Regions from separate parts of the Mus musculus genome. Here all the other regions are linked to region 2. A link is a contact called in public promoter capture Hi-C data. All regions are on one chromosome and are shown on one strand. Each heading gives the region's core, a stretch centred on a gene start, on an enhancer-like site or on the middle of the called end of the contact. The rest is flanking DNA. Distances are from core to core; before and after follow the strand shown.

Region 1 (2,728 bases), core at 209-2,708, 1.1 Mb before region 2:
GCTCTCGAGGAGGAGGGTCAGGCTCAGAGTCAGTTTCAATTAAAGGCTAGGTGAGTCCATTTCTTTGGGTGTCAGGTGAGGCAGAGCATCATAGATTCAGGAGCAGGTGGAAGAGTTTGCTTATTCATAATGGCCAGGAAGCAGAGAGATAGCAATAGCAGGGAAAGGCTAATACCGTTCCTGTGAGTCTCACCATCCCACACTTCCCTCCCATTTGTCTATTCAGATTTTGAGCTCACAATTGAATTAAGTTAGAATTAAACCATCTAAACATCTCTCTGTAGTTCTAGCCCCCCCCCCAACCCCTTCAGTTTCAGAAAAGGTCTCAGGAGAGCATGGTGGTAGATCTTTAATCTCAGCACTCTTGGGAGATAGAGGTATGAATCTCTATGAATTCAAGGTCAGTCATGTCTACATAGCAAGTTCCGTGCTAGCCAGAGCAACATAGCCATACCCTGCCTCAAAATAAAGCCTAGGGCTGGAGAGATGGCTCAGCAGTTAAGAGCACTGACTGCTCTTCTAGAAGTCCTGAGTTCAATTCCCAGCAACCACATGGTGGCTCACAACCATCTGTAATGGAATCAGATACCCTCTTCTGGTGTGTCTGAAAACCATGAGAGTGTACTCATATAAATAAAACAAATCTTAAAACAAACAAACAAACAAACAACAAAGCCTAAATAAGACAAAGTCAGGGTGGTATGTATCTCAAGTTGGAAGAGAACTATGGAGTGGACATTCAGTGATCCTCCTGCCTGTACCTCCCAATGCTGGGATTACAGATCGGAGTCAACGGTATTTGGAGGCAGGGGCTTGCTACGCAGTCTACACTAACCTTTTATTCTTGTCCACATCCTGTAGGCATTACAGCCTTGGGCCAATATGCCCCACCAATGTCTGGTTTGTGTGTATTTTGGTCCAATCTGTGTCATTTTGCTACTGGTAGTTCAACGGTGCACTTTTGGGGTTATTGTAAGGATTATAGAAGCGTTTGTTAGTGATATACTCGGGAAAAGTTACTGTCCTTCCAGTGTCCGTCTCTCTCTTTCAGGACGCCTTACCCTGTGAAGTCCGTTCTGACTGTCCTCTAAAGTCTTTTTTGTTTTTTTTTTGGAGGTGGGGGGGCGGGGAAAGCTCACTGGTAGGATGACATCGTCTGTATATTCCTCAAGGATATTTACGGGGGTTGGAGAGTTTAATTAGGTACTTTCCTAAACCTGGCTTATTTTGGGCTTTTTCCGTACTAAGTAAGTGAGTGGGAGACGCTGCTGGGGATTCAGAGTTGGAAAAAACAGTAGTCTTACAGGAAACAAACCAAAACCAAACCGCGGCGCTCCTTACGCCACAGGTCGGTCCTCGGACGTGTCAGCGTCGTGCCCGCTCCGTACGCAAGGGGGCGCGCCAGGAAGTCCCGGAAGTCCGTCCCGAAACCCGACTCGGAACTTTCTTCCTTGCACTTCCGTTCAGCTTCGCGCAGTCGTTTGTCCTGTACGGCTACCCGTCCTCACACGAATCTAGCCCGGGAACTAAGATTCCGGGGAGCGCAGTCGTCACCAGCCGGGAGCCTGTCGATTCCAGACGCTCTCCGGACTGGCAAGATGTGCTCCCTGGGGTTGTTCCCCCCGCCGCCGCCTAGAGGTCAAGTCACCCTGTATGAGCACAATAACGAGCTGGTGACCGGCAACAGCTATGAGAGCCCGCCTCCCGACTTTCGGGGCCAGGTGGTCCGGGTGGGAACGCTGCGGTGGGGATGCGGAAAGTGGGAATAGAGGCGACGCGGCGGGGCTCGCTCACAAGTGATTGGGAACGGCATGACTCCCACAGGAGACTGGAGAGAACGAAATATATTTTAGGGCCTGTGTTACCCAGTTAGGCATGCCAAGGCATGTGAGGAGGTTCTAGGAGGGGTAGAGAAGATGATGGATGCCGTCCATCAGGTCTTCTCTAGTGTCAACCCTGTGAAAAACGATTGTGGTTTGCAGATGAGGACTGAAAATTTTCTGTCCCACAAGTGTTACATTTGTGGGTATGGGAAATGGGGCCGTGGAATCTCTTATGCCATAGGTTGGAGATGGCAAGGAGTTCTGTTAAGATTTGGGGAAGAGACTGACTGCCTCCCTCTCTTCTGAGGTATAGTGGATCAATCTTCCTGTCCTACACCTGACCAAGGATCCCCTAAAAGCCCCAGGGAGGCTGGACCATGGTACAAGAACTGCCTTCATCCATCACCGTGAGCAAGTGTGGAAGAGATGCATCAATGTTTGGTGAGGCATAGCAAACAGTGGCTTAAATAGGCCATGGTCTACCGAGCCTGCTTTGGGCAGCTCTTGAATGGCTGCTTATTGCAGTCTGTGTCTTCATATTACCACAAATCATATTAGGTGATCCATTTTTATTGTAAAACTCAAGGGTGTACCAGAAACCTCATTTATCCCTAATAGCTTGGCTTGATTTTACAAACCTGCTCTCAGCACCGACCTCATTTGCTTTTATCTGAAGCTCAGGAAAGTTAGGAAAAGGTTGAATTGATTCGTTAATATGTAGGACATGTAAGAATTAAAGCTGTGCTATCTTTTTTTTTTTTAACTGTACGTTTGGAAAAGTTACATAATTACTCTGTCCTAAAGCCAAACCCCTTTAAACCATGGTGACTAAATAGATACAAAGCACATAGAAGCATTTCCTGGCACATTAATCCCTTGATGTGTTTGCCATCCCCATTATTATC
Region 2 (2,819 bases), core at 115-2,614:
TCACACATCGTCAGCTTCACAGCAGATTACCTCCACCTACCCACACCCTCAGCCCCTCACCAGGCCATCATCACGGGCATCCTGCACCACCGTATTCCTGGCGGTAACTTGAAAGTAGGAGCCTTGAGAGTCGCCAAGAGACGGCCACTCACAGACGTCCCCAGTAGCCCCTACACACAGCTGAATATCAATGGGATGGTAAAGGCACCCCCCACCCCCATTTCATGGTTCAGCCTGAGGTGGCCTTGGACTGGAGTTACTTTGTCCTTTGGGCCACCCAGACCCTTCTCTCCAGATGGTTCCTGTCCTTAGAGAGCTAGAGGCGGGAGACCCAGACGCAGCCCCCACAGCTGGGAGTACTCAGCCTTCTCCTTCCTCCGCATATGCTCCTGCACGAAACCTTGCTGTCCCCACCCCCAACACAGCACACAAAGCTTCTGGCTGAGCTACACGTGAGCGGGGAGCCAGGAGAGGAGTCTTTGGCACATCTCTCTGTCCCCACTGTTCACCCAACCAGGGGTACCTCTAATGGGAGTGAAGAATCTCTCTCCTCTACCTTCACCTCCGGTGGGCCCCAGCCTGCCCACTCCCTCCCTGGACAGAAGCTTTGGGAAGGAGACAGCAGCAAGCTGAGAGCTCAGGCTGGGTTGTATTAGCCTCTAGAACAGAGGGTCCTGCTGAGTCCAGCAGACCACAAGTTAACCTGGGCAGATGCAGAACACGGGGAAACATAGGTACACAAAGAGCTCCCATTCACAGAACTCTCCGGCCTCCCTCCTTTAGCATAAGGGACACGAAGGCTGTCTGTGCCTCAGAGGCACAGGGACCTCCAGCTCTACCCTGGCCTTGAGCAGCTGTCTGTACCCAGTGATGTCCACCTAATGAGAACAGAGACCATCACTGTGCCCACCCCACGCAGCCCCAACCCCAGACTCCCTGTGTCTCAAGGCTCTCACCTGTGCGGGAAATAAGAGCTTGTGGGTTGGACCTTCCGCTGTGCCTCACAGAAATGAACTCTGGATGGCGTGGCACAGAACAGGCTGAATCTCAAGAGCAGCTGACACCTAGGAGTCGTCATCCCCTCCACAGGCACCAGGCTCAGCCTCGGGGGTTGAATGCCTTTCTCGGGCCAGCAGGGCTATCAGGCCCTGAGCGCGGAGGAGGAGTCCACCACCCAGGAACAGGATCCCACAGAGCACCAAAAGTGACAGGACGCCCAGCACGACTGCCTGCACCATGCGTGGCCCCTCTGGGGGTCCGAGTGGCAGCCCGGACTGGTTGCAGCAGCTCAGCCAGGCAGCCTTGGCTGCAGCTCCCACCTGTGAGCCGTTCATGCTCCCACCAGCTGCCCAGATGTGCACACTACCCTTGAGAGTTGAGGCTGTGTCAGAAGTCTCTAAGGGGCGGGCCTCCCAGGGCCCTACCGCCCACTCTACCCAAGTGCGTGCAGAGCAGCGCTCAGGCCCCTCCTAGACAGACTCCTCCAGAGTGGCCTCGAGGTCCTTCTCTGACAGGCTGGATCCTTAGGCCCAGCCTATCTGTTCTCCAAACCTATGTCCATCATTCAAAATTGCCAGGTAAGCCTAAAAGGCCCGTTTCCACGACTTTCCTCCATAGAAAAAGGCCAAGATTCTGCATCCTCGGGGCTTTCAGAGCATCTACGATTCTTGTTTGTTTGTTTTCGAGACAGGGTTTCTCAGTGTAGCCCTGGCGGTCCTGGAACTCACTCTGTAGACCAGGCTGGTCTCGAACTCAGAAATCCACCTGCCTCTGCCTCGCCTCTGCCCCTCTGCCCCTCTGCCCCTCTGCCCCTCTGCCCCTGCGCCTCTGCCTCTGCCTCCCAAGTGTTGGGATTAAAGGTGGTCATCATGACTGCCCAGCTGTGTCTACAATTCTTAGACCCCATCCCAAGTGCTGACCACTCTGAGCAAAGCACGGGACAGACAGCTTTCTGTTCCTGAAACAATTCTCACACACAGGACAGTCCGAATGGTGGAAAGTCTTCCTTCAGGGCAGACAGGCAGAACACAGTACTCCAGACCCCAGGGCAGAGAGAATGGCTAGAAGTACCCAGATAGCAAGGCCTACCTCCATTCCTTCTCTCCTGTCTTCTTGTCCAAGAAGTCCTCTTTACCGAGAACACAGCAGATCTAGAGAGCAAGGAGGGGTGTAGGGACTGATGTAATTATGAACTGAAACAATTTAGGAAGGGAGCAGAGATCTGGCCCACGGTCCTACCTCATGGGAATCATAATTCTGCAGAGGGTGAACACATCACTGTCTTGGTGTCTACACAGCCACTGCCAGCTGGGTACCTGTCACACAGCCAGGGGTCAAGTCCAGTGCAATCTGCAGGCAGAGAAGCCTGCCCGGGTCTGCTGCAAGATCCTTTAGCAAATTTCAAGTTCCCATTTCAAACATAAAGCCACTCTGGAGAGACTTGGGATACAGCCCAGTTGGTAGAATGCCTGCCTAGCAACTTGTCCAACAGGAAGCTTCAGGTTTTAAATCCCAGCCCAACATAAAACAGGTCAGAATAGCACGGAATCCCAAGGTCAGACTATAGCATGAGTTTGAGGCCAGCTAGGACTACCTAGAAACTTCGGACTCAAGTAGATCACAGAGCCAGCTAGCAAGGTGGATCTGAGTTTGAGGCTAGCCTGGGCTATAAAGCAAGTCCCAGGACTGGACAATGTAGACCCTGCCTCAAAAACAAGACAAAACAAGAAAGGGTCACCTCTAACTTACACCTCAACAAAAACAAAACAAAAGATAGGACACACCTAGACCAAAGCACACCAGGGAAACTTGTGAAGACA
Region 3 (2,700 bases), core at 164-2,663, 1.0 Mb before region 2:
ATTGGGTTCTCACTGAGAGCAAGTGCTCTTAACTGCTGAGCCATCTCTCTAGTTACAAATTATTACTACTTTTAAACTTACATGTATTTGGTCTGTGTGTGTGTTTTCACAAGTGTGCATGCCATGGAGCACGAAGGTCGGAGGACAACTTCTGGGAGTTGGTCTTCTCCTTCCACCCCATTAGTATCAGAAAGTTAGCTCAGTGTGTATGTGTGGGTTTTACGCTCTGCGTCGTCACCTTGCCGGCTCTATTGTTACTTAAAACAGTCTTCACCACTTTGCTATTCTTAGGTTTCTCTTTCGACTGTCATTTCCTGGTGGAAATGACAACAGGTCATTTCAACAGGAGGAAACAATCTACCTTTCACTATTAGAGATGAGCGGCAATTAAGGTGAAATTGAAAAAAGAGGCAAGTTCCCAATTTCAATATCCTAACATTTTTTCTACTGGCTTTAGCCAAATGCCAGCTTTGTCTCCATATTGACATCTCTAAACAAAGAGAAACACAACATTTCAATTCTTCACCGAACTCTGATACAAAGTATTACATGGACACTGGTGCAACGTTAGACAAGTGAGCTACGTTAAGTGTTCGACTGTTCTTAAAATCAAAACTCTCCCCGCTTTTGGGAAAGACTGTGGAAGAATGTAAGGTAGCATTTCCCGTGGAAAGGATACAGAACTCGTCAGTGGGACCAGTAATTCTTTTCCTGTGAAAGTAATAAAGACAAACAGCTGGGGAAGGCTAGCGGCTCCCACGCGAAGACGTTAGGGGAAGCTCCCAACAGGGCTCAGTGTTCACAGACAGTGAAAAGAACACAGCAACTGAGGAAATGTCTTGTACATTTTAGTTTTCTGTAGGCAACATGCGGGGGCTCCTGTGGCTACACACACACTAAGTAACAAACAGTTTTCTTTAACGAAAACTGGAACTAGGAAAAAGCGAAGGAGAAGCCGGCATCCCCAGGCGCCCTCACCCGCCTAGCCCATACCCTCGTTGCTCTTGTTCAGCACGTTCAGACAGTCCTTGGCTTCCACGTACTTGGTCTGGACCACCTTGAGCTGAGCAATGGACGTGGACAAAAACTCCACTTCCTACAGAAGCCGGGAAAAAACAAGGGGTCAGCTCAAGAAAGCGGGGCCCAGGCTGAGGGGGCGGGACCCGGGACCGGATAGGGGTTTCCCTGGGAAAGGAAGCCTCCCCGACCGGGCGGGCGGTCGGTCGGAGGATATGAAGCGCGAGGAAGGTGCTGGGACAGGTCCTCACCTGGTCCAGCTGGTTCTTGAGCATTTCCAGTTGTGGCAGATTCAGCTCCGTGATGTTAATCGACTGCGCCATGTTGGGAAGGAGGACTGCCGAAGAGGAAGCCGCCTGGGCGAGTGACGCTCTAGCCGCCCTCCGCGTTACCTCCGTGGTGCCGCCAGGGGATACGCTCTGCGCCCGTCGTCTCTATGATCCTGTGTTTCGGACCCGCTTTTCGGATCTCAAGCTTAATTAGAGAACGCAAGTTTTTCTTTTCTCAGAGTACACTAAAGCTAGCACGGTAATTTTGGCTTCCTGTCCCCATAACTCTAGGTTCTGCTGGCCTAGAAGTTTTGGCTCCAGAGAGGGGAGTGCTCCTACCAGGAGCTACAACAAACATTCCATTGAACTGGAAGCTCAGACTTCCCCTTGGTCATTTTGGGCTTCTAATGCCCTTAAACCAACAGGCTAAAAATGGAATAACAGTGTTAGGAGGGGTGATAGATCCAGATTACCATGGGGAAATTGGATTACCTCTTCACAATGGTGGTAAGCAAGATTATGTCTGGAGTGTAGGAGATCCCTTAGGGCGTCTCTTAGTACTACCATGTCCTGTGATTAAAGTCAATGGGAAACTACAACAGCCTAATCCAAGCAGGATGACAAAGGACACAGACCCATCAGGAATGAAGGTATGGGTCAATCCTCCAGGAAAAGAGCCAAGACCTGCTGAGGTGCTGGCTGAAGGTGAAGGAAATACAGAATGGGTAGTAGAGGAAGGTAGTTATAAAATTAGTTAGCAAACATGGCTTGGGCCTTCAAGGGACTCGAAACTCTCGGACTCACGACACAACCACAAGATTGTAAAGCGGTATAAGCTACTGCGCGTTGTTGGGACAAGCCCGCGACAGGACAGCAGGGAACCTGTGTTCTGACAGTACCACTAACGCGCTTTAAAGGATAAAGTGCAAGTGCCAAAAAGGAACAACTGCCAACCAACTACATTTATTTTTATGTCTCAGTATATATGCAGGCAAACCAAACCTAGGTCCTTTGAAAGAGCAACCTAGTGCTCATAACTGCTGAGTGTCTGTCTAGCCCCACCATTGTGTGTTGGATAGGAAGGGTCTGTGTGCTTCCCAGCAACTTTTTTTTTTTTTTTTAACAATATCAGCCAGATATTGGTGGTGCACACACACTTTTATTTATTTATTTATTTATTTATTTATTACATGGAAGTACACTGTAGCTGTCTTCAGACGCACCAGAAGAGGGCATCAGATCTCATTATGGGTGGTTGCTGGGATTTGAACTTTGGACCTTCGGAAGAGCAGTCAGTGCTCTTACCCACTGAGCCATCTCACCAGCACCCCCCCCCCTCCCAGAAACTTTTAAAGGTGTAGTTGTTGCAACAAACCATATGAGTAGCAAACCCCATTGAATCTGCTGCTGCCAT
Region 4 (2,823 bases), core at 163-2,662, 1.0 Mb before region 2:
GTGAAAACAGATATAGAGATATAGCTCCGTGGTGAAATATTTTCCTGAATGCATGAGATCCTGAGTTCAATCCCCAGTATGGAAAAAAAAAATTTTTTTTAATTAAAAATTAGAGGGCTGGTGAGATGACTCAGTGGTTAAGAGCGCCAACTGCTCTTCCAAAGGTCCTGAGTTCAAATCCCAGCAACTACATGGTGGCTTCACAACCATCCCTAACGAAATTTGATGCCCTCTTCTGGAGTGTCTAAAGACAGCTACAGTGTACTTACATATAATAAATAAATGAATAAATAAATAAATAAAATTAGAATGTAAAATTTACTATAAGGAGAATGATAAAACGTAAACAAAAACCGATGTATAACTCTCCCAAACGGAGAACATAAACCAGAGTGTCCTTAGGAGATGATCACATTAGTAGCCCTAGGGGAAAAAAAAATTTTTTTTTTCAAAGACAGGGTTTCTCTGTGTAGCCCTGGCTGTCCTGGAACTCACTCTATAGACCAGGCTGGCTTCGAACTCAGAAATTCACCTGCCTGTGCCTCTCAAGTGCTGGGATTAAAGACATGTGCCACCATTGCCCGGCGGAAAAATAATTTTTTAAATAAAAATAAAAACAATAAATAAAAAGGAAAAGGAAGCCGGGCGTGGTGGCGCAAGCCTTTAATCCCAGCGCTAGGGAGGCAGAGACAGGTGGATTTCTGAGTTCGAGGCCAGCCTGGACTACAAAGTAAGTTCCAGGACAGCCAGAGCTATACAGAGAAACTCTGTCTCGGAAAAAAAGAAAAAAGGAAAAGGAAAAAAACACAGATAATCTCAGAAACTAGGTGTGTCCTGAGCCATAAAGGGTCCCACCTTCAAGTCAGGCAGCAGCTGCTGGGTCTCCTCCTTGCTGCAGAGCAGAGTGGCGAAGTTGACTCCTTTGAAGTTCCTCATGGCAAAAGTCTAGATACAACGAAATGGTTTGTAGAAGCCTGCGAAGGGTTGTAATGGAAATAACTGGAGGAAAGAAGGGATTGAAAGTTGTAGGAGGATTCAAAGGATGAAGCAGGCAAAGAATCCCACCAGAAATCCTATGCGGGGAGAGGCCGATATAAACTGGGCTCCCGTTACAAACTGACAAGTCCACTGTTCCTTCCTCCAGGACGCTCCTTGTCCTCAGTGTCCCACCAGGCCACCGCAGGGGTCTCCACAGGGTCCTGGGCGCCGAGCACACCCTTTCGGGGGCCGCCGAGCCTCCGCAGAAACGCCCCGTTTCTTCCCAGGTCAGCAATGGGAATGTCACTTACCGCGGCTTGAGCGCGCGCTCACCAGACCCTCCGTGCCTTAATTCCCTCGAAGCTGCCGTTCCTCACCGGCCTAGCAGCGTCCTCCAGCCCGAGCTCCACCAAGCACCGGGTGGGCACGCTTCGTTTTCCGCGCCAGCACCTCCTTTCAAATATCCCTAGTGACCAATCAGCGAGAAAGCGTAACGCAGGCCGGCCGCGTGGCGCTCTGGGAGTTGTAGTTTATCTGCCGCGCTGTCTGTCACGTGTTCCTGGAGGGGCGGGTACAACTCTGGACCGGAAAGACTCTGGGACACAGTCTCCTTCTTCAACCTCAGTCAATTACAGTCATTTCGCAGTTGGGTGGTCAATCACTAAGTCTTTCTTGCCTTTATTCCCTGAGCTCAGGCAGGATTTTAAATTTCAAGAGAATTAAAATAAGAAACCCACATGGCTTGCTTTGCGTTACTAGGAAAGAAAAGGTGTAATAGCCTTTGATGTATTTTTTTGTTTTTATTTTTGTTTTTTGAGACTGGTTCTCACTACGTGATCCTAGCTGTCCTGGAACTTGCTAAATAGACCAGGCTGGCCTCTAAGAGAGATCCACCTGCCTAATGCTGGGGTTGAAGGTGTACACCACCACACAGGGTCTTTGGGATTCTTTAAAACTCTGACTTTGTGGAGAGGGACACTGAAAAGGGTGCAGGGACAACCTCCGGGTTCTCCTAGGTTCTCCTCCCTCCCAAGTTTGGATTCCAGCCTACATCTTACATGGGTTGTATAAGAAAGGCTATAGAGTTGAGTGAAGAGTAAAGGGAAGAATTCATTGTGAACGTTCACAGTCTTTTGTTTTGTTTGTTTTTTGAAACAGGGTTCAAAATACTGAGCGTAGGGATTTCTGAGTTCCAGGACAGCCAGGGCTACACAGAGAAGCCCTGTCTCAGGAAAAATCAAAAGAAAGAAAGAAAGAAAGAAAGAAAGAAAGAGAGAGAGAGAGAGAGAGAGAGAGAGAGAGAGAGAGAGAAAGAAAGAAAGAGGGAGGGAGGGAGGGAGGGAGGGAGGAAGGAAGGAAGAAAAAGAAAGGGGGAGACATAGGAAGGGGAGGGAATAAGAGAAAAAACTGACATCTCCCCCACTAGAAAATTTCAGCGTGGGAATGGCAATATTTAATGCAGACACTAACAATGCCGAGCTTTTTTCTCAAGTCAGGGGCATAAGGAAGAAGCAGCCATCCTGGAAATTGACCACCTTTATCTCCTAGCCATGGCCCCTCTCCCTTATCTGCCTGCCTACCAAGTAGTCTAACTCCTGCTCTCTCAGATGCACTATAAAGTCAAGGGTGGTACCAAACATCACCCACCACCAGAGGGTAGGGAATACTTACTAAGGAGGCTGAGGAGCTAAAAAAGCTTAAAGTTCAAAGGCAGCCTGGGTTGTCTAGTGAGACCTCGTCTCAAAATCAAAACAAAACAAAAAATCTTTTTAAAAGCGGGCCTGGGGCTGGAGAGATGGCTCAGAGGTTAAGAGCACTGACTGCTCTTCCAGAGATCCTGAGTTC

The links. Promoter capture Hi-C pulls out the DNA fragments that hold promoters and counts their contacts.
Region 1: a contact with region 2 is called in a promoter capture Hi-C map of hippocampal neurons, with 7 times the contacts expected there. The contact joins the promoter of Aaas here to the promoter of Smim41 in region 2. A contact is called at or near these places in 5 of 39 promoter capture datasets (the C10 cell line, hippocampal neurons, liver and 2 more) and 2 of 9 other capture datasets (adipose tissue and liver).
Region 3: a contact with region 2 is called in a promoter capture Hi-C map of hippocampal neurons, with 3 times the contacts expected there. The contact joins the promoter of Pfdn5 here to the promoter of Smim41 in region 2. A contact is called at or near these places in 3 of 39 promoter capture datasets (the 3T3-L1 cell line, cranial neural crest and hippocampal neurons), 1 of 115 datasets of contacts at active chromatin or transcription factors (pancreatic cancer cells) and 2 of 9 other capture datasets (adipose tissue and liver).
Region 4: a contact with region 2 is called in a promoter capture Hi-C map of pre-B cells, with 6 times the contacts expected there. The contact joins the promoter of Espl1 here to the promoter of Smim41 in region 2. A contact is called at or near these places in 7 of 39 promoter capture datasets (the 3T3-L1 cell line, 3T3-L1-derived adipocytes, cranial neural crest and 4 more) and 1 of 115 datasets of contacts at active chromatin or transcription factors (extraembryonic endoderm stem cells).

What each region holds. Positions count from the first base shown.
Region 1 is chr15:102,349,489-102,352,216 of GRCm38.p6, reverse strand. It overlaps Aaas (achalasia, adrenocortical insufficiency, alacrimia), which reads left to right and starts at 1,458. Exons shown (of 16, transcript NM_153416.2): 1 at 1,458-1,721; 2 at 2,137-2,264. The coding sequence starts at 1,599. Gm36246 (predicted gene, 36246) reads right to left here and starts at 1,390. Exons shown (of 3, transcript NR_155425.1): 1 at 1,305-1,390.
Region 2 is chr15:101,291,770-101,294,588 of GRCm38.p6, reverse strand. Smim41 (small integral membrane protein 41) reads right to left here and starts at 1,364. Exons shown (of 2, transcript NM_001369218.1): 1 at 957-1,364. The coding sequence starts at 1,334. The coding sequence ends at 1,065.
Region 3 is chr15:102,324,829-102,327,528 of GRCm38.p6, reverse strand. It overlaps Pfdn5 (prefoldin 5), which reads right to left and starts at 1,413. Exons shown (of 6, transcript NM_027044.3): 1 at 1,269-1,413; 2 at 994-1,096; 3 at 680-711. The coding sequence starts at 1,340.
Region 4 is chr15:102,294,882-102,297,704 of GRCm38.p6, reverse strand. It overlaps Espl1 (extra spindle pole bodies 1, separase), which reads right to left and starts at 1,412. Exons shown (of 31, transcript NM_001014976.2): 1 at 1,290-1,412; 2 at 856-945. The coding sequence starts at 936.